Linked DNA regions of Zea mays: region 1 is linked to region 2. The links are chromatin contacts, called in public Hi-C maps. All regions are on one chromosome and are shown on one strand. The core of a region is the stretch at or near the end of the contact, and the rest is flanking DNA. Distances in the headings are between cores, read along the strand shown. Region 1 holds the start of LOC100283694 (NAD(P)H-dependent oxidoreductase). Region 2 holds the start of LOC541627 (ethylene receptor homolog 2).

Evidence for each region. Hi-C and Micro-C count contacts between places; a contact is called where the count stands out from the background.
Region 1: a Hi-C map of leaf shows a contact between it and region 2, with 5 times the contacts expected there. The contact joins the promoter of LOC100283694 here to the promoter of LOC541627 in region 2. A contact is called at or near these places in 3 of 25 Hi-C or Micro-C datasets (ear, leaf and tassel).

What each region holds. Positions count from the first base shown.
Region 1 is chr10:103,711,828-103,716,902 of Zm-B73-REFERENCE-NAM-5.0, reverse strand. It overlaps LOC100283694 (NAD(P)H-dependent oxidoreductase), which reads right to left and starts at 3,329. Exons shown (of 2, transcript NM_001156595.1): 1 at 2,535-3,329; 2 at 961-1,630. The coding sequence starts at 3,251. The coding sequence ends at 1,406.
Region 2 is chr10:103,367,747-103,372,799 of Zm-B73-REFERENCE-NAM-5.0, reverse strand. It overlaps LOC541627 (ethylene receptor homolog 2), which reads left to right and starts at 2,859. Exons shown (of 3, transcript NM_001111382.2): 1 at 2,859-3,317; 2 at 3,613-5,053. The coding sequence starts at 3,718.

The sequences.
Region 1 (5,075 bases), core at 2,080-4,579, 340 kb before region 2:
CTTACCTTGGAAATTACTTCTCCTAAAATGAACACCTTTTCTAATAAAAGATCAAATGAAAAGATCACTAAGTGAATTAAGTTATCCCCTTTGTAGACCTATACATCGATAAGTACTCTCTAAAGAAGTTTAAGTAAATCATATCTTGATATAAACTATACAATAGAAATTATTTCCCTAAAATAAAGTACCTATGGGTAAATCATATAGCTGGAAGCATTTGCAAAAATAGGATAATAAATAGATAAATATAAAATATATAGTAAAGCATCCATGCTGGAGTTTTGATTGTGCATATGAATTTGAAATTTGGGATTCAAAACTTAGTTTTGAATTAAAAACTGAAATAGGAAACTGAAATAAAATAGAAAAGAAAAGAATAAATTAAAAAAAACCTATCCTGGGCCAAAATCCCTTGTCTCGGCCCAACTCACTCCCGTCCGCGAAATGTAACGTTTGAGTTTGACTATGAATACCTAATGGTCTCATTTATCAAAAGCTTTCTCAAAGCCAATTTTCAGATTAGTACTTTCTTCTCGGAGTGATGATAGAGGTGAAGTAAATGAAAAACTCATGCTAGGCAGTCTTGTATTGTACTTCCTTTAATGAAGCGATACTAGTTTGCATGCACCAGCTGCAAAATATCTAGATGACAAAAAGCTTGGTAATGCTCTTCTAAGAGTAATTCAACATATGGATCGATCTGTAATCATCCACAACTTCAGAGTTAGATTTCTTCGGAATTAGAGCAATACGTGAAGAAATTGGGCTGCTTATGTCCATAGAAGTATTGCAGAAGTCTTGAACTAGTCATACAAAATCTTGCTTATAATGCATGATGGCCAAACACTTTTTGATAGAGTCCATTGAAGCCATCTGGTCCTATTGCATGTCTATTTGACATGCCTTTTATCAACACATAAATGTGGAATATTTAGGTAGTTCAACATTCTCAAATATGTCAGAGATAACATCAGCTATGAATAAATAAGCCTTCTCTTGTATCTTTTCGGCAATGACTTTGTATATGTGGCTCATGATTACAATCTATCACTTAGATGGTGAATGCTGTTCATGTGATGAAATATGATGAGCTGGGATGTACTCGTCATAGGCCAAGCACTATCGATCCAGATATTTGGTTTAATGACACAAAATCAAGTTATTATTTGGCAAACTAAAGGTTGTACATGATCTAAGAAAAGCCCTAATAATCTTAATCACTAGCAGTACTACCACACCCAACCTAGCTAGAATGCAACAAAATGTATACTGACATGCAAGGCAATTGTCCAGGACCAACTGTTAGTCCACATTCATTCAGAGAGTATTCCGAAGATATTTCCCCACAGCAGCAAGCAACAACGATGTCGACAAACAATAGATACAACAGCTACATGGTATCTCATATCTCCCCGTCCCATAGCTCCTCCAAGGTCTTGTACGGCCCGTCTGGTGACAAAAAGAACTCTGCACGGCATGCTCTCCTCTGTGGAATCCCCATGATCTTCTCCTTGTCATCGACGCTCAACTCCCAATCGAAAAGCTCCATGTTTTGCTTCAACCTCTCCTTGTTAAAGCTCCTCGCCACAAAGCACACCCCTTGCTCGTGAAGCCACCTCAACGCTACCTACACATATAAATGGAGATGATGATCAGCTCATAAATAGGTCACAGCTGCATTGCTACAACATTTAAAAAAACATAGGGTGTGTTTGGTTCCTTTATTAGTCACCCTCCTAGACTTTAGTCCTTATAATTTTTATTTGGGAGGCCTCACTTAGTCATATTGTTTAGCAGCTTAAGAACTAAAAGTGACACTAAAATTTAGGAGGTGGCAACCAAACACCCCTTTAGTTATTCCAATAAACACAATTTTGTCTTTTTCTAAATAAAAAAAGTTATAAAGTAGGAGGAAGAATACAGTACCATGTCCTAAACAGTTCACCCAAATTAAACAGCTTATGTTCAATTCAAGAAAGGAATTATCTTGATTATTCAAAGAAACACTTATTGTGTGTATATATAAACAGTAGGGCTACATCATGTGATAAAACAGAAGAGTTTACCCACGTTTTTCCTTTTTTTAAAGAAGTGATTTATCTAAGTTGTGGTACTATTTATATAAACCATAGGAGTTAAATAATTGATTAGGTCACTCCTAATCCAACGACGACGTCCCAACCCAAAAACTATAAGACAGTTTTACTTGTCATGTCATATATAGATAATACATATAGAAACTTTGGTTTCCTTTGGATCTTGGTCTCTTCTTTCTCCTTCTTAATGCAAAGAAGCGCAGTTCGAGAAAAAAAGAAATACATATAGAAACCATACTCTAAGTAGCTAGTTTTTTAGAACAAATCTTATTTATTATTATATACATTTTCTCTTCTCCGTCATCCACTTAGAAACAGTTTTTTTATACATATAGAAACAGTTTTTTTATGCATTTAGTGGATATGGTCTATATTTCGATAATATAAAACCGACAATCCAATCTTTCCCCCTTTTGCTTTTAAATTTTTACTTACCTGAGCAATGGTCTTGCCTCTCCTGGCGGCGATGTCCTCCAGCGCGCCGCTTTCCATGACGGCGTTGGATCCCCACGCCGTGCCGATCGCGCCCAGCGGCGAGAAGGCGGTGACGACGACGCCGTTCTTGGCGCAGGCCTCCCTGACCTTCTCTTGACGCCAGCCGACGTTCACCTCCACCTGGTTCACAGCCGGCGGTACGGCGGCGAAGGCGAGCAGCCGGGACATCTTGGCCGCAGAGAAGTTGCTGACGCCGACGGACCTAGCAAGGCCGATGCGGTGGCACTCCTCCATGGCGTGCCAGACGCCTTCCATGTCGAACGGCACGGGCTTGTTGTTCTCGTCGGCGGCGACGGGCCAGTGGACGAGGAAGAGGTCGAGGTAGTCCAGGCCTAGGCGGGCCAGCGACTCCCGGATCGCGGGGAGCACGCGGTCCGGATGCGCGTCCTTCATCACGAGCTTGGAGGTGATGAAGAGGTCAGCGCGGGAGGTGACGGCCCCCGCAGCGACGGCGTCGGAGACGGCGGCTCCGACCGCCCCCTCCGTGCCGTACATGGAGGCCGTGTCGATGTGGCGGTAGCCAAGGCGGACGGCGTGGAGGATGGTCGCCGGCAGATCCTCCGGCGTGCTGGAGGAGCCGGTCCCGAAGCCCAGCACGGGCATCGCGTGGCCCGTGTTGAGCACCACGCACGGGATGCTTGCTGACACGCCGGCCATCGTTTGTTGGGCAGTTGGTCGGTCAAACGATGGGTTCGTGCGCTTCTTCGTTTCTAGGACTGGGCACTTTAAAATCGGAAACTGAACCGTACGTCGAACCAAACCAAAACCGAGCCGGCAACCCCGCCCCTCGATGTCCGGAGCCCCCAGCTGGCAGTCGGCCACTCCCCCAGTCGGACCCCCTCCGCTGGCTGCTGGCCCGCGTGGTAGCACCACCAGCCTCCACCCGCCGTTGCCACCGATTGGTAGGTGCCATCCAGCAGCCACGCCGTTCAAACCAAGTGCCAGCCGGTCGCCATCGCCAGCAACCCCGCCACTATTGTTGCTATTTGACCATTTCCATCTTATTCCACTTTTGCTCGTGTTTACAGCTCCCTCCGTCCCTCACCTGCTCCATCCGATCGAATACGGATGTATATCACTGAAACCATATTTGTTTTTATATTTTTATTCGGATTCAAAATTTATACGGATAACTTCGGGTACAAATATTCTCAGATACAAATACAGATAGTTATGTCAAATACGTAACTAGTTAGACATGGATATTATCGGTAACGAATTTTTTATCGGATATCGTGTAAAACATAGTTCCACGCATATCATGGTCATAGTTGTAATCATGTATCCACTCCTTGAGTCCAAACATTTTTAGCATTATATGTGTACATATGTCGCGTTTTTTTAAAAATTCGTGAATTTTAAGCTATTTGCGTATTATTAATTTAATTTGCATAAAATCATCAAAATGTAAATAAGTTACCAAGACTAATAAACATTATATAAGAATATAACCTCAAGCTCCACATGAAAATGATAAAGTGAAGTATTGATTATGTTCAAACTTGGATACTTAGTGTGATTTCACGTGTAATTCACGCAACAAGTGGAAGTGAAATGAAAGAAACACTAGCATATTGTGGATTTTATGGTCCAAATATTTTGGAGGGTTATATGTGAACATATGTTATGCCTCCACAAAAAATAATGAAGTTCTGAGGCTATTTGTATATTATTAATTTCTTTCTAAAAAATCAACAAAATGCACACATATATCCGGATAAGATATCCGGATATCCGAGAAGATTTATCCGAGAAAATATTCGGATATTCGATATCCGATAGATATCAGACATATTGTATTCGAATTCGATATCCGATCAGAATATCCGTATTCGTATCTGTTATCCGAAAAAGTCCGGATATCCGAAAATTCCATCCGAACAAGTGTTCACCATCTTCGAATCTGGATCTGGACGGATGTTTCCGAACCATATTACATCCCTAGCTGCTCCAGTGCTCATGGGTCTAAGGCTTCCAGCCGACCAGATCAATCCCATTTTCAGATCCGGTACAACGATGGCAGCGGCAAGCACATATGTATCCTCCAATGTATGTGAAAGGGAATTAGGCTTACAGCTAGTTCCTAAATGATTTTGGTGGTTGAATTGCCCAACACAAATAATTGGACTAACTAGTTTGCTCTAGTGTATAAGTTATACAGGTGTCAAAGGTTCTCAACAAGCCAATTAAAAAGACCAAAGTTGGATTCAAAATAGAGAGCAAAAGGCATCCCGAAAGGCTCCCTGGTCTGGCGCACCGGACAGTGTCCGGTTGCGCACCGGACAGTGTCCGGTGCACCAGGAGACTTCGCCCAGAACTCCTCAGCCTCGGGAAATTCTCAGAGCCGGCGCGCTATAATTCACCGGACTGTCCGGTGTACACCGGACAGTGTCCGATGCTCCAAAAAGTCGTGGCTCTGGAACTCGGCAGCCACGAGAATTCAGAACGGCTGCTCCGCTATAATTCACCGGACATGTCCGG
Region 2 (5,053 bases), core at 1,610-4,109:
TCAGGGTGTTACAGCTCTCCACTTCTTCAGATAGGGAATTCTTGGCCTTTGGAGCTGTCGAAGTATGACCACCTTCGTCGGTGCCCTTTGTAGTCGTTAATAGTTAGGTTAGTTCTGATCCCAAGTGACTTAGAGTAGAAAATGGCAGTGGTCGGGTCATTACCTCGAGAATCCGTGTACAACCCAATGATTAAGTAGTAGTAGCACTTTATTTTCCCTGTTCTTGTGTAGCAAGAATCTTCTTCTCAGAAATGTTAGCTTTCTTCTTCTCAGAGACGTGGCCTTACCCGAAGGTGACTCTTTGTCATATTCAGATTCATCATCCTTTATCTCATCATCACCAGGCTTCTTCGACGCCTTATTCCTAGTTGCTTTCATGCCCCTCTTTCTTTTCTCTAGCTTCGGTGCTGGTCACAAGCTTCGTGTAGTCAGGGTATATCAAACCCTATGGCATTCTAAACTATATTCAACCTAAGTTTCCCTCGGTTCTTGAAGGTGGATGACATATCTTCGTGTTCCTTTACATGATAGTTCCCAAGAATTTCATTGCACTTTGTGTCGATCAGTTTCAACAAACCAGCGAAAGGAGCCTTGTATGAAGCCTGTTACTTAAATTAAAATGCTAAGTGTCAAGATCACCATCTTTTCTTTTCACTTCCTTCGATAGCTACCACCCGGTACAAGTAGGATAAATGTCGTAAGAAAGTGCTTCTTGAATCAGGTCCCGAGAGCTAGACTTCTCGGCGATAGTGTTGAAAATCTTGTAACATTTTTCGGCAGCTTCACACATATCACACTTTAGCCTCCTTAGACCGAAGCTAATCTTTAGAGGACTCATCAGCAAACCCTTGAAATCTTTCTAGTTCACAGAATCTACTTCAGCGTAGAACCATTCCTTCATCCAGTCCCCATGCAACTGTGTATTCGTCCAGTCCCCATGCAATTGTGGTAGTGACGGTGAGGACAAAGGTACTCTGATTAGGGCAGAACGTGCTCAAGAAGCTCAGTGATGGCGACACTTGCACTAGTGTGAGGGTGCAAGTGCCAGGAAGGAGGCAGAGCTCTCAGTGAGGTGATCAATCGGTGCTAGGGGTCGTCTTTTATAGGGCCATGCAATTGATGACATAAGGGCAGTGATGGTGAGGGTAGCATGGTCGGGTCGCCATTTTAATGCCGACAAAACTACTCGGGGATATGGCACAGATATCCGAGGAGGAAAATGGGGGAGCAATGATCGAGGTGATGTTCCGATCTCTCAGGGGCGAGATCGATGACAGTGTGTCCGTCGTGGAACAAAGAGAGAGCGGAAGGTTAGGGATGACATGTGGGTGTGGGTCCCACGTGTCAGAGAGTGGGGGTGCGGTTGATCGGTTCGCTCTGCTTGCCAGCGAGCGCAAGGAGGCAAGGCACGGGCGCGCGCTGAGGAGGCCACCTGGTTTGCACTATTTTGTTCTTTTCCTTTTTTAAAATTAAAATTTAAGTTTAATTTCCATATTCAAATCAAATAAAGTTCAATTCAATTCAAAATTTTCCATAAAACAACAAATAGGTAGTGAAATATTTTATCTATAAAAAATCCTTCCTTTCTCTATTTGGAAAAGAATATGTAAATTATGTTTAAAGAGAAGAGAATTTAAATTCATCTATAATACTTGTTATAACTGTACCATAAAAAAAGGGTGTTACATTATAGTATATTTTCCATCAAGTTAATCCAACACTTGTTTTGAGAATTAGCATTTTAGTTGCAGCAGTAGGAGGGGAGGAGAAAAGGCGAGACTACAGTCTCGTGCCGGTGAATTTTTTTGTCCAAACCAAAGTTTTTTAGACCCTACAAATACTACATTTTAAAATATAGAGCTTCTATATGTGCTCTTAAATACCTTTTGGCCGAAAATACCATGGTATGCTCAAATACCGAGCATTATCTTGAGACTAGAAAAATATTATGTTTCTAGAGAGGCCTAAACTATTCGTTAAACTCAAGGCTACCGTCTAGACATCCTCTATATGGGCTAGACTTCGGCCCAAGGTTAACCATTTCGTTTAGAATGCAAATCTTGTAATACACCGAAAATGAAATTCGGAGTGAAATTCGCTCAAATCCATTTAAGGTAGAATTTTAAATTTAAAAATGAAATTTGGTGTTTTCTCGACGAATTTCGGTGAAATTTGTTATTTTGGAACAAAAGGCATTGAAATTCGATCGAAAACCACCGAAACCCGGTCTAAAACACGATTTTCCGTTTTTATGAATTTTAATTTTTTTGAATAGCGAACTGAAACTTCCGAATTTTACACGAAAGCCAATTCACATAGAGGTCCAAAAATAGGGAAAACATTCCGAAAGTCTGCGAGTTTCGCTCGAAATTGCTAACTATGCTTTGGCCACACTGCTCTTCATAGAAGGGAAGTGAAAGCGATTTGGCCCAATCCATTTCCTCCTACAAATACGGGGTCCTCTCGTTAATTCCTTGGAGCTGAAGTGCAAAACTCAATAGCTGAAAGTGATTTGGCCCAACTCAATAGCTGAAAGTGATTTGGCCCAATTCAGTCCCTCCTACAAATACTGTGGGCCCAAGATATGCGGTGAAGCAAATGCTACTGCTTATATACCACCTAGCTCATAGCTGAATGGATCGAAAACCAGGGGAAGGCGCAGCGGTTTGCCGGCAGACGGGCGGGCCCAGGCCGAGGAAACAGGCAGGTGCATCCATCCAGAGCCACGCCGGCGAAACGCGGCGAACAGATCAGAGCACGCGAGAGTGGTGCAGCGAGGTTGAAGCAACGACCCGCATCCGGCCAGCCCCCGAGCTGCGCTGCTCTGCTCTTGCTCTCGTTCGTCCCACTCCTTTCTTCCCACCGAGGGGAGAGACAACCCCCTGGCTCCTGCCTGCTCGACGGACCCAAAGCATCGCCTCCTCTTCCTACCCCTCTCCTCAATCGGCTCGTCCGGTCGTCGCTTAGCGCCCTCCACCCGCCAGCCACCCCACTGCGACGCCGCGTTCTCCCCTTCTTCCGACGTCGCTGTCTCTCTCTCAGCCCAGCTCCAGGGGCGAGGCTGTGAAAGAAGAGGGAGGAAAGGGAGAAAAAAAGACCCTCTTTTCTTCCGTCGGCAGGCCTCGTGACCATGGATCCGCCGCCCGCCGGGCTCTCGACGCTGCCGAGGTCTGCTGGAGATCCGTAGCCAGCCCACGTGTAGACGGTTATGGTGCTAGTACCGGTGCCAACGCTGTGTTTCTTGGCGGGCGTTGCTGCTCCTCCTCCGCTTGAGGATTGCTGCTGCATCCGGCAGGAGGGATGGTCGGAGGCGGAAGGTGGGCGGCTTTTGACACTCCTCCGTTCTTCTTCGTTCTACCAATTCAATAACTATGTTTGGATTTATCGGAGGGGTTTATCGGATTTGGCTAAATCCCCTACTGCCCGAATTTTGGCGGACTGGTGATTCGATTTTGGCCGATAGATAGATTTCGATGCTACTTTTAGGAAAGACTAATCTTCACAGGGGGGCCTATCCGTCCCAAAGCAACGATTTGCTTTACGCCAGATCTTGATTTTGTGTGCCGCAGTTTGATTAACTGAAAATCTGTGATGGCCGTCTGGTGAATGCAGGAGCGTCGGCACCCGCAGCGTGGAATCGACGACGGGCGCCTCCAGTCGGTTCAGAAATGCGCAAATGCGCGTCTGAATGAAGCCTGGTTGGAGGTGGTAGAGCCGATGGTGGTGGGAACGGCACTGCTGCGCGGGGTTTCCTCCGCGTGGATCCTCCTGTTCCTCTCCTCCCTGCTCCTCTCGCCGTCAGCGGCGTCTGTCGATTTCGGCCACTGCGGCGGCTGCGACGACGCCGACGACGGCGCCCTCTCCAGCACCTATAACATCCTGCAATGCCAGAAGGTCAGCGACTTCCTCATCGCCGCGGCCTACTTCTCCATCCCGCTCGAGCTGCTCTACTTCGCCACCTGCTCCGACCTCTTCCCCCTCAAATGGATCGTGCTGCAGTTCGGCGCCTTCATCGTGCTCTGCGGCCTCACGCACCTCATCACTGTGTTCACCTACGAGCCGCACTCCTTCCACCTCGTACTCGCCCTTACCGTCGCCAAGTTCCTGACGGCACTGGTCTCCTTCGCGACGGCCATCACCCTGCTGACGCTGATACCACAGCTCCTGAGGGTGAAGGTCAGGGAAAACTTCCTGATGAACAAGGCGCGTGAGCTGGACCGGGAGGTGGGGAGGATGAAAAGGAAAGAAGAGGCGAGCTGGCATGTGCGCATGCTCACACAGGAGATCCGCAAGTCGCTCGACAGACATACCATCTTGTACACCACCATGGTTGAGCTCTCGAAGGCACTGGAACTGCAGAATTGTGCTGTCTGGATGCCTGATGAGACCAGGAGCACGATGATCTTAACACATCAGCTGAGGGAAAGGGATATAATGGACCCACAGAAACACTCGATTCCTATTGATGATCCGGATGTTCAAGAAATAAAGGCAACCAAGGATGCAAAAGTTCTTGGCCCAGATTCGGCGCTAGGGGTTTCTAGCCGAAGCAAGCATGAAGCAGGGCCTGTGGCTGCAATAAGGATGCCGATGTTAAGGGTGTCAAATTTCAAAGGAGGGACTCCGGAAGTGATGCAGACGAGCTATGCTATCTTGGTTCTGGTTTTGCCTAATGATGGTTCATTAGGGTGGGGTCGAAGAGAGTTGGAGATTGTTGAGGTAGTTGCTGACCAAGTTGCAGTCGCTCTGTCACATGCTGCACTCCTAGAGGAGTCTCAGCTGATGCGAGAGAAGCTTGCCGAGCAGCATAGGGACTTGCTGCAGGCAAAGGATGAAGCCATGAGGGCAGGGGACGCTAGGAATTCCTTCCAGACTGCAATGTACGATGGAATGCGAAGGCCAATGCACTCAATCCTTGGTCTCGTCTCAATGATGCAACAGGAGAGCATGAATCCAGAGCAAAGGCTTGTGATGGATGCCATTGCCAAGACAAGCAGTGTTGCATCCACACTGATGAACGATGTGATGCAAACATCGACAATGAACTGTGAGC